Linked DNA regions of Mus musculus: region 2 is linked to region 1. A link is a contact called in public Hi-C data. All regions are on one chromosome and are shown on one strand. Each heading gives the region's core, a stretch centred on a gene start, on an enhancer-like site or on the middle of the called end of the contact. The rest is flanking DNA. Distances are from core to core; before and after follow the strand shown. Region 1 overlaps Cntn4 (contactin 4). Region 2 overlaps Cntn4 (contactin 4).

Region 1 (5,622 bases), core at 1,657-4,156:
TCCCTAGTGTCACATCCCTGAACTCTCTTTAGAGCTATGATTTAAGAGGCAATACAAGTTCCTCATTAAGAGAAGAGGAGGGAGTATGCAAAATATTTTCTAGGTTGTTTGGCATGCCAAGATTTATGTCACTTATATAGTATGACTTTTTTTTTTTTTTTTTGAGAGAGAGAGAAAATGACCATGGATTACTTTTTATTTTGGAAAGACAAAGAATTTCTTACAAAACAAAATAAATCAAAAACAAACAAACAAACAAACAAACAAACCATGGAGTATAGGAAATGTATAGGGGATGAATATCTTATAAGTTTACCTAATTTCTGAGACACTGCATTCAGCTATAAATTTCTATATGTTCTGGAATGCTTGTCTCCATGTTAAATGTTCCCAGGTCAAATTCCTTTTTAAGTAGTGTGGGTGTTTACACCCATAAGTATCAAAGGAGGTAGGGAAATAAACCACAAAATGGTGTCAAAGAAAGCTTAGTTCAATATGACTTAGTTGGTCTGGATCAAACTTGTAGTGAGTCTGATGCCAGGTAATTTGTTGCCAGCATATTTAAATGCAGTACAACTTGGGAAATAGTTTCCCTATGTAGTACATTTGCTGGTGCATAATGAGGCATAACTACATTTATACTCCAAGTACGTGCCATTTCTTGCAAGACGATAAGTTCAATGGATAGGTACGTTAATTAGTTTATGGGTCTAGGGAAGGATCTGGCATGGTCTTGGTAATAGAGATAGCACTGAAGTCATTTGGGCTATTAAGCACCTTTGGTCCTGGTTGAGGGAGCTTGAGGGAGCTTCTGGCCATATAGATAATGTTAGGGTCACTTAGACAGTTAGCCCCCCCTCCCCCTCCAGCCCTGATAACAGATAACATAGATCACCAGGCTATTAATCATCTCTACTTCCCAGCTTTCAGTGTAAAAGAACAGGCTTTACATCCTTTCCTTTGAAAAGACAGTGCTGCATGTTTAACATTTCTGGTTTCCCTAGTGATCTGTGGGCTCAAGGACCTTAGTGCTCCCAATAAAATAGGTTATAAGACTCTGCTTTCTATACAGATAATGAGAAGCAGATCTTCTTACGTCTCAGACCTTACTTAAATTTTCAGATTTCTGTCCTTTCTAAGTTAATTGATAGGTTTTGTTGTGGTTTCTTAGTGTTATAAAACTGGTAGGAAGGGGCTTGGTACAAATTTATTACAAACATAATCCTATACTTAACCATATCTTCTTTCCAAATATTTTTCCTTTTTTAAAACAAAGACACATACTATATATATATATATATATATATATATATATATATATATATATATATATATATATATATCCTGAGGGCAAGGGCTCAATATTTCCAATAAGCCAATTTTTGACAAAGGCTAACAATACATTATAATTCTCAGAATTATTAATCTTGGCCTAATATTATTAGGACATTTAGGAAAAAGGCATACAGTTTGCAACAATGCTTGCAGAGAAGTGGAATATACCATATAATACACATTGCAATACCCACAATCACAAACAATATGATTTTGAAATTAGCACATTAATCAAAATCCGACATTTCCTTTTGGAGACTAATAATCTGTTTTTTTATAAAAGTCATCTGGTTTTGATATATTTTCTTAGGAAAAAATTTCGATGATTTGCAAATATCCTGGCCATGATAAGACACTCTTGAGTGAAGTTGGTGAAGACCTGTGTTTGCGGTGCTATCTTAAATCCCATTTGGATTCCAGTAGCTCGGCCTTGCAGCAGAGGAAGGGGAGAAAGCCTATCCATTCCCCAAAGGACACAGGCCAAGAGCTTTGACAAAGGAAGGAGGCACTGGGTAAATTAGAAAACACAAATCCTATCATCAGGTTCATTTCATCTACCAAGGGCAACAAAACAAAAAACAAAGCTAACAACAGCAAGCAACCACCTCAAACTTCTACTTCCTATTATGGACTCTATTCCCCAACTTCTTGTTTTCCAGCTTCTACCTGGCCCTTTGGAACCACTTATAACCCAGAAACACATAAATCAAAACCCCACCCTTGCTTTGATGCAGAGGATCTGGCCACTTGGCCCCTATGTAAACAAAACTCTTAAACAATTACAAGTCTGCTCGCCCCATGCTCATTACATGCACATCATTTTCAAGAAGTCACTAAAGGGAAGCAGAAGAAAGAAAAGGAGTAGAAATTGTCTTGGTCCCAGTTTCAAAACGCAGAAACAGTAAAGGAGAAATAAACTAGGAGACATTCAAGGCAGAGAAAAGACAGTAAAGAATAGATCGGGCTGAAGTCATCAGATGCACATGAGTGATACAGCAGGTTTAGTAAACCAATGGTCAGGACACTGGAAAGCTATTCTCTGATGCAGCAATTATTATCCTTGACAATTCAGCTAATTAGTTTAGTTTTCCTTTTTGAACTTCATTTTCTACATTTGGCAGTTTTCTCATTTTCCTGTGGCCCTATGATCTACTTATGGAAAAGAACTTCACTGAACTTTAATTAATAGATAGCAGCAAATGCATAATTATTAATGAAATTAATCTTATACATAAAAGGAAAAATTGAGAACATATTTATTGAGCCTTAAAGCAGTTGGTAAATACAATTCAATAATTACTAACAATTAAAAAGACTTTACATTTAAAGGGTGATTTATAGCTTAGAAAAAAGCTATCCTGTTTATAACTTCACTGAAGTTTTAAACTCCTCTTTAAAGTACTACAGAAAGCTGATTTACAACCCACATAAGAAAATTAGCTTCATTAATTTATAGCCACAATTCATTTTCAACTGAAAAAACAGTTTTGCGCAGCATGAGTCCCAACCTCTACTGTGACTTGGCTGAGAACTAGTTTCTAAAAATAGTAAGCTTTACAGTTGCCAAAAATGAAATTAAGCTTCAAAGGACAAGGATGTAGTAGAAACAGTCAGAGGGGTAAACTGTATGTCAAGAAGGACACAGCAAATCAAAAGATCCATGAAAGACTTAGACAATGGGCAAGATGCATAAAATAGTAAGTGCGCGATTTGCAAACATGTTTGAAAGGAGCATAGATGTGCTCATCAGCATCACAGTCTACACTGTAAACTCCAGAGACACAAATTCTACCATGACTCAGAATTTTGATTTGTACCACTAGATAGACCTTTCTATTCTCAACGAATCTGCTCAAGTTCTCTCTCTCTCTCTCTCTCTCTCTCTCTCTCTCTCTCTCTTAAATCTAGACATAGCAGTTATGTCTTTTCTCTTCCATAAAGTCTTTTCTCTCATCTCCTCTGTCTCATAGACCCACACTGTGTTGGAACTAGTTGAGTACCACATCTATTCTTAGCTATGTAGCAACCTGTGTTCATTTGACTGTTAAAGATTAATGTAGCAAGCAGAGGGGTGCTAATTTAGATCAGGCCAATCCTTCTGTGTGGAAGAGGCCATCTTGTTGGGGCACCTTCTTGGTAAGTCATATAGTAGAGACACTAATTGTAAATGATTATGCAATGAGATTACATTTCCCCTTCCTGCTCTCAACTTTTAATGGTTTGGATCAGGCTACTGAAGCTGAAAAAGGGGTAGGCTTTTGTTCAGTACAATATCCAGGATGTTGGATAAGAGAGGCTAATTTTATAAGTGGAAAAGTTGTTCATCTAGTGTGTTCAAAGGGAATACCATAGAACTGTGTGACTTATAGTGTGTACAGGTGGCCTTGGTGAAGAAATTTTATTTAAGGAAGTAGAAGTCCTAAAGTCATTGAAGAGGACCAAAGATTGATGCCACAGGTTATCACAGGTTGGACAAAGGAAGGAGATGTCATTTTTATCCTAAAGACTCTCTTGGGCTGCTCTTCTCCTTCCTCAAGTGAAAATGCCAACGAACTGGTAAAGGTTGGCAAATAGATGTAGTTGAAAGATACACATAGGATACAAACATCCCAAATAAAGCAAATGACATTAGCACAGTGTTTAAATGCTGGTTCCCAAGGCATAGTGGCATTTGACAAAGGAAACTCTCGGAGGTATTTGTTCTGTAGTTGTTACAGCACATTCAACTGATATCTAGGGAGCCTGTGTGGGACATAATAATTTGTTAACTGAAAGAGTTTCTTTAAAATATCAGTTAAGACACTATATTATCTAATTGTGAGTTAATTGCTTTAACAATAAAGTTAATGTCTTTCCTTAAGTGACCACTGAAGCCACTTAGTATTAATAACTATAAACTAACAATAATCATAAAATAGGAAAAGAATCAAAATTGCCATTTCAGTATCAGAGACAGATGGTATCCTTATAGCAATTCAGAGTTTGCTAAATTACTTCTCCTCTGCTGGCTTAGCTAAAGTACTTCTGTTCATGAGACTATGTGTTCCCTTTCACAGATAAATGTGATGGAGGGAAAAGGACTTGCCAGAAGAACACAATGTATATGTGTACCTTTTTAAAGATTTATTTAACTTATGTGCCTGAGTGCTTTACCTGCATGGATATATGTATTGCTTGAGCATGCCTGATGCCATCAGAGGATGTAAGAAGGCATTTATATTTTTGATCTGTGACTTACAGAAAGCTGTAAATCAACAAATGAGTGCTGGGAATTGAACCCAGTTCTTCTGCAAGAGATTCAATTGTTCAACTCACTCTGTAGACCAGGCTAGTCTTGAACTCAGAAATCCACCTGCCTTTGCCTTCCAAATGCTGGGATTAAAGAAGCATAGCACTCTGCCCAGTGAGAGACCTCTTAAGTCACTCAAGTTGTTAACAACTTGAACTTGGGACCTACACACTATTGAACTATGATGAGAAAGCAAATATCTGCTGTTTAAATCACTAAAACCATGCTACTTTATTGTAACAGCTTTAGCAAACAACAGACCCAGAACTAGATCTTAATAAATTATTCTAACACCTTTTGGAAATAACAGTGAATAGCTGGTTATATACTTTATTGCTGGTAATATTTTCAAGCATGTACATAGCCCCATGTTTAATCATAACACACCATAAACTATAGTGGTATAAACCTGTAATCCCAACACTTCAGAAGTGGATGCAGGAATATGCGAAGCTGAGGGTCACTTTTAGCTATGGAGTGATTTTGAGGTCAGCCTAAGCTATAGATTGCCATGTCTCAACACAAGAACAGCAACAACAACAAATGAATAAACATAAAAAGCAATGATAGTCTTGGATAACATGAATTACAGGCTATGGAAATAGTTCAAATATCTAACATGTAACTATTCTTCCTCTGAGTCCAGTTCTAAGAAGTATAGGATTATTACTAGTTAGCCAGTAAAGAAACTGAGGCAGAGAATGCCTAATTAACCTGAACATATAGCCTAGCTAACATTTGAATCCTGAGTCAGCAATAAAAATGTAAATATCCATTAATAAATATTCATTAAAATTAAGATAATATTATTGAGTTTTATAAAGTGAATATTAATTTTCAAACTGCTCATGAGCAGATCTAAGTGCTGAGAATGGTCATACAATCACTCATGGACAAATATGCTATGTAAATGTTACTATTGTTTTGGCAAGAATCACAAAGCACACTGCACATGTCAAATAAGGCAAAATTAAATACATACATATGTGTGTATTTAT
Region 2 (5,622 bases), core at 2,220-4,719, 360 kb before region 1:
AAGAACAGGGTATAAAGAAATACAACTCAAGGGATGCTCTTTTACTCACAAGCCAAGGACAGAAATGTCAAGTACCTATCAGTTCTCTTGGAGTGTAATCTTCATAAATTTAAACCGCAGTGCTACTAGATCTCTTTTGTGTAAGCGATTTGTTTAAAGGAAGGAATCACTATGTCTATAGCTGGTATTGCTAAAGTCAGATAGCTTCTGAAGTCTTTATGGTTGTTCTCAAGGTCCTCATGAATGCCAGAGGAAATCATTATGGTCCATGTCATTAGATTTCCAAATATGTCAAGCTAATGTGAACATGGGCAGAACATGAGGTACAACTGCCCACACTTTCCCTTACTATTGTAGATGTCAGTAGGATCTACTACTGATGTGGCCTGGCCACTGTTCTTCTGTGGAAGGATCTATCATAATTAGTATTTAGCGCTTTTAACCAACTAAGTTTTCCTCCCTACTTTAGGTGCCTTGGGTCATAAATTGTGCTAATCCTATTAGGAAGGCCTTTAATTATAGCTTGGATATAATTGGTTCCAGTGAAAGACATCTAATTAGGTCAAAATGTATTTTGTTATAAGGGTCTAATGTTAAAAGCTTTTGTTGTGTGCTAGCAATCAGATGTCATTGCTGGTTACTGATTTCTGATTGATCCCCAGTCAAATCTTGACAGTGTTGAATAATTTTACACATAAGATATAGGCTGCATCAAATGCACTCCCCCTTCCAACTTTTTTTCCAACTAAAAAGATTATATTTCCACACTTCTCTCTATTCATGGGATAGTTGATATTTCTCAACGTCCCATGGAGTTAACACAGAAGATGAATTTTACACCGCCTATACTGGGAAGAAATTTTCTTTTTTCTATGTGTGTTGTCTTAGTGTTCCATTGTTGTGAAGAGACACTATGACCAGAGCAACTCTTATAAAGAAAAATAATGTTTATTTGGGGTTGGCTTATAGTTTCAGAGGTTTAGTCCATTATCATCAGGGTTGGAAGCATGGCAGCATGCAGGCAGACATGGTTCTGGAGGAGCCGAGAGTGGTAGATATTGACTCACGGGTAGTAAGGATAGACTGTGACATTGGACATAGCTTGAGCATAGGAGACCTCTCAGCCTACCTTCATAGTGACACACTTCTTCCAATAAGGTCATGCCACCTCACTGTTACTCCCTATGGTCAAGTACTCACACACACGAGTCTTTGTGATTTATTCCTATTCAAACCACCACATGTATATATTTATATGATCATACATAAACATATACCTCTTATACATGTATATATGTGATTGAGCTACTACTACTACTACTACTACTACTACACACACACATATGGGTGAAGGTACTTGAAGAAGCTGTTGTTTCTGAACATAAATGACATGAATGAACTTTTGATGAGATGAACAATGATCACTGTGTCTGGCAAGGAAGTAATCAATCGAATGTTCACTCAATCCCCAGAGTGCCTTCAGTGTGCAGGGTTGCAAAGGAATGCAAAGTTAACTTTTTATGGGAGTATATAAAGTCTGAATTAAGGCCTACAAAAAAAATCACTTCCTTCATAGGCCCTTGAAGTAATTTTTTTTTGTGGTTTTATTATGATTGTGATTCTATGTAATGACTTGTAATGACTTAAAATAAATGGATGAAAAGAACTCTTAAAATTCAGGTGAAATGATGTTAAACTGTTATGTTGGCCTATCTCAAAAGAAACATCACTGTATCAGTAAAGGAGCAGCCTAGGAAAAGTGTAAGGCAGAAGTCCAGCTAGACTAGGCTGCTCACAGTGAGAGGTTTGTGTGTTAAGGAACCCCAGTGACTGTCCTTCACGTTGTAGGATCTTCCTAGCCTACTATTTTTTGTTTTAATTATATGAAGCTCCACAAATCCTGTAGAATTAAGCTAAATGCATTGTTTACTGACTGGCCAAAGTTATTGTTCTGTGACAGGTGATAATCTATTGCCTCTCTGTATTTTCACTGTATGTCCAAATTATGATTCACTCTGATGACTCTGGGGTGAGACTAATGAATGTCTTGGGAAAGAAATCTCTCTACCAATTGTAGCTAGTCATCAGATAGGAATTTCCAGTACACAAGATTACCATAAGGTGCAAGCAGAACTGTGTATGGTCAGGGTAGAATATATATATATACATATATATATATACATACATATACATATATATATACACACACACACATATATATATATACATATACATATATACACACACACACATATATATGTCTCACACCAATCTTTAAAGGATTATTTAAGGAAAAGTTATCAAAAGAAAGGATCCGCCTATATACAAAGGATTGAACAGTAAATATTTAAGGCCATGGAGGCTAAAAGGCAAAGTTAATGTTTTAACCCAACTTTTTAACTCTACAATCTTGCTACAGTTTTAAAGCACAGTCATATAAACAAAATGTCTGCCTGACTTCTAAATATACTTTATTTATAAATATTGAAATATTAATTTCATAAAATTTCTACATTTAAAGATATCATGTTTCTCTCCCCTAACCAGTTGAACATGTGACCGCTATTCTTAGCTTTGGGGTAGACGTCAAAGCAGGCAGATGGCTGGATACAACCCACTGGTCGTGGTGTGCAGACTCAGACATTCTCTAGCTCAGGTAAGGACAAAGATCAGTTGCAATTCTCATTTGACATGCAGTGTTTTTCAGGTCTTATCCTTCAGTGAGATGATGCAGAAGGTTGGGGGCAAGGCCTAGAAGACCTGCATTCCCGTGAAGTCCTCTAACCAATTTTCACTTGCTAGGGGACATAGGCAAAGTCTTTCATTTGTAGGAGGATGCCTGTCAAAGCATAGACTGAAACCACTACCCACAGTTACACAAGTTCCCTTTGGAGGTAGTGAGACAAGATGACTGTGGTAATCATACCCATAGCCTAAAAGCCTGCATTTTATGTTGATCCCTGGAGGTGATCAATAGAAGATAGGGTTGTTATTACCATGGTTATCTTGTCCGTCCACACCCAGACAAACAACCTCAGGTACTCTGCCTTAGGCTTGAGAATTAAAAAGATTTGTCATATAAAACCTGTGTAGCTAAGGCACCCACCATGGAAAAGAGCACAGTGCTTGCTACCTCTGGTACAAAGATAAAATGTCAGTGAGTCCAATACTGCATGTATAGGTAGCTGCCATCCTCATAGTTCTTAATAACATTGATAATAATAAACATATACCTCCATTTAAAGGGTGCTTTCTGCTAGGATTGGGGAGTCTGACTTGAGAAGTGTTCTTGCTTAGAGTCAAACAGCGAACCAAATTCCAAGTGTACTACAACTAGCATAAAAAATAAAATCAGCAAAACTTAGAAATTCAGACGGTAGGAGGATAATCAAGAGTCTCATGGGCACCTGTCAGAATCCTGCAGCCTGGAAGCCTGCTCATGCATAATTTGAATATTTATCCCCTAGATGGATACTTGCCAGGGGTTTATTTCAAACCTCCTGTCTCATGTAGAGAATGTGTCCTCGTCTCCTCTACTCACTGATCTCGTGTCTGAAAATATCTACCTTCAGCCTCTCTCCAAATAACTGGGCCAGAGGTAGTGAGTAAGAGAATTGAATTTTAAACGAGTGGTTAATGACACAATTATTGTAAAAAGGTTAGGAGGAAAATGTGTTCTGATGTCTGACCTTCCCAGAGTTCTAATCCCAGACATATGAAGAGATCAAAACGAACATAAGCACATTTTAAGGTTAGAGAGCATCTTCTCTGATAAATCAGTCTCTTTGTAGATCTGGAAAGTGAATTAAAATATGGCAGTGTGCCATATTCCAGGCTAAATGGCTACGGTTGCACTAAAGGTGTGGGCTTGGAGCATTTGCTGGGGGACGAGCACATGGCACAGTTCATGCTGAGTTCAGAACGGTTTTCCTCTGCCTTTATTGTGCTTTATGGAGCAGATTTCTCGACTGTATTTCTCAGCTTATTTTAATGTCCTTGGTAGAAACTGGCAGAATAGACAGTCTTCACTACACATGGGCACTACTCCATAATACCACATGAGGGCTTCCTAACCACTTTGGACTGTACTTAAGGTAACAGGATTCTTATCTTTTGTGACCCTCCTGACCAAATGAAGTTCATAGCCTCACCTCCATATCATAACAGCACAGGAATCAGAGACCTGGGTAAGGAAGCTGATCTATCTGAGTGCCAGTGACCAAGTCCAGAGAGACCATTGAAGCACATGAACATCCAGTGGACGGTGGGTTTCTATGCTGGGACAACCTGAATTTAACTGTTTATACATGAGCATGTCTGCCTTTCTCTCTTCAAATTACCCACGTTCCTCCTCTGTCAGGCCTTCCTCTTACTCATATTGTTCTTAAAATTTTAGTGTGTGTGTGTTGTGTGTGTGTGTGTGTGTGTGTGTGTGTGTGTGTTTCCTGAGACAGTGTCTCATGTAGTTCAGGCTAGCCTCAAATTCTCTCTAGAGCCAAGACTGACCTGGCAACACTGACCCTCTTGCCTTAGCATTCCAAGTGCTGGTATTATAAGCATGCAGAAAATCTGGAGGACTTTGTGGGTATTTTTGTATGTACAAATATATATATGTGTGTGTGTGGTATACATATTTATATGTCCAGGTGGGCATGAATGTTGTACACATGTATGTGAATTTTGTAGGCAAACCAGATGCTGTTCTCTGGGAGCTGCCCACTTTATTTTCTTGGACAATGTAGGCTGAATGAGCTGGCTAGGGAGCCGCAGAGATCTTCCCTGTCTAGGAACTACATGTATATGTCACCAGGTAAACTATTGTTTTCCCAATACATATCAAAACACATAAATGATTACTAAAGTTAGAAACACTTAACTGTATTTATTATATCTCTTGTATTATACTTAAGGAATTATTGGCCATGCCTTATTAGATAGCAACAAATAAATTAGTTTATGAAGATAAGTAAAAGTTATTATCTCAGCAATATTTATATCTATATGTAATATGAGGTGGCCATGATATACTTCATTCTGGTATATTTGGAAGCTTTACTCTGTGATACTAAACAATAAGGCAGCAGAGAATTAAATGGTCGGTTGAGAATAATTTCTTCATCTTTCTGGTAGTATCTCCAGAGTATGCACTCTGATGAGAAGATACCCCACTCTCCACAGTGCAGCATGGAAATATGATGTCTATGGTTGTATGTCTATAACCTCTTCCCTACTTGCCTTTTAAAATTACTCTACTGGGTTAGAAACTTCATTAAGTGTTCAATGATATAGAATGTGTGATATAGAATGTCATTTTATTATAATATAAATAACAACTACATCAGGAACAATAACAACCATCACTATTCTCAGGCACCCATGCTTGCCACTTAATGTGGATCATCACAAATGCAGAAACCATGTACAGAAGCCAGCATGGCTATTATCTCCATATAGGCTACTAATCACATTCAAGGTCATAGAGATAATAAGTCAAAGAAATGAGATTTAAGCCAGATCTTTTCAACTTTAATCCTGGTCTTTAATCATAACTTAACATGGCATGCTAGTATTCTCTTATATCTGCATAAGAGGACCATCACTCTAACAGGGATGGACTTGACT

Evidence for each region. A called contact is a pair of places that touch in the nucleus more often than the background predicts.
Region 2: a contact with region 1 is called in a Hi-C map of cerebellar granule neurons, with 2.7 times the contacts expected there. The contact joins two enhancer-like sites.

Annotation. Positions count from the first base shown.
Region 1 is chr6:106,260,840-106,266,461 of GRCm38.p6, reverse strand. The region is part of intron 5 of Cntn4 (contactin 4); the gene reads right to left. Among named protein-coding and RNA genes, the nearest start is that of Il5ra, 490 kb to the left of the region's middle. Within about 2 kb of position 2,906, at least 4 of the 459 cell types and tissues checked have an H3K27ac peak or open chromatin away from gene starts, as enhancers often do. A contact at or near this core is called in cerebellar granule neurons, where this site is marked.
Region 2 is chr6:106,619,823-106,625,444 of GRCm38.p6, reverse strand. All of the region lies in intron 15 of Cntn4 (contactin 4), which reads right to left. Among named protein-coding and RNA genes, the nearest start is that of Il5ra, 130 kb to the left of the region's middle. Within about 2 kb of position 3,469, at least 4 of the 459 cell types and tissues checked have an H3K27ac peak or open chromatin away from gene starts, as enhancers often do. A contact at or near this core is called in cerebellar granule neurons, where this site is marked.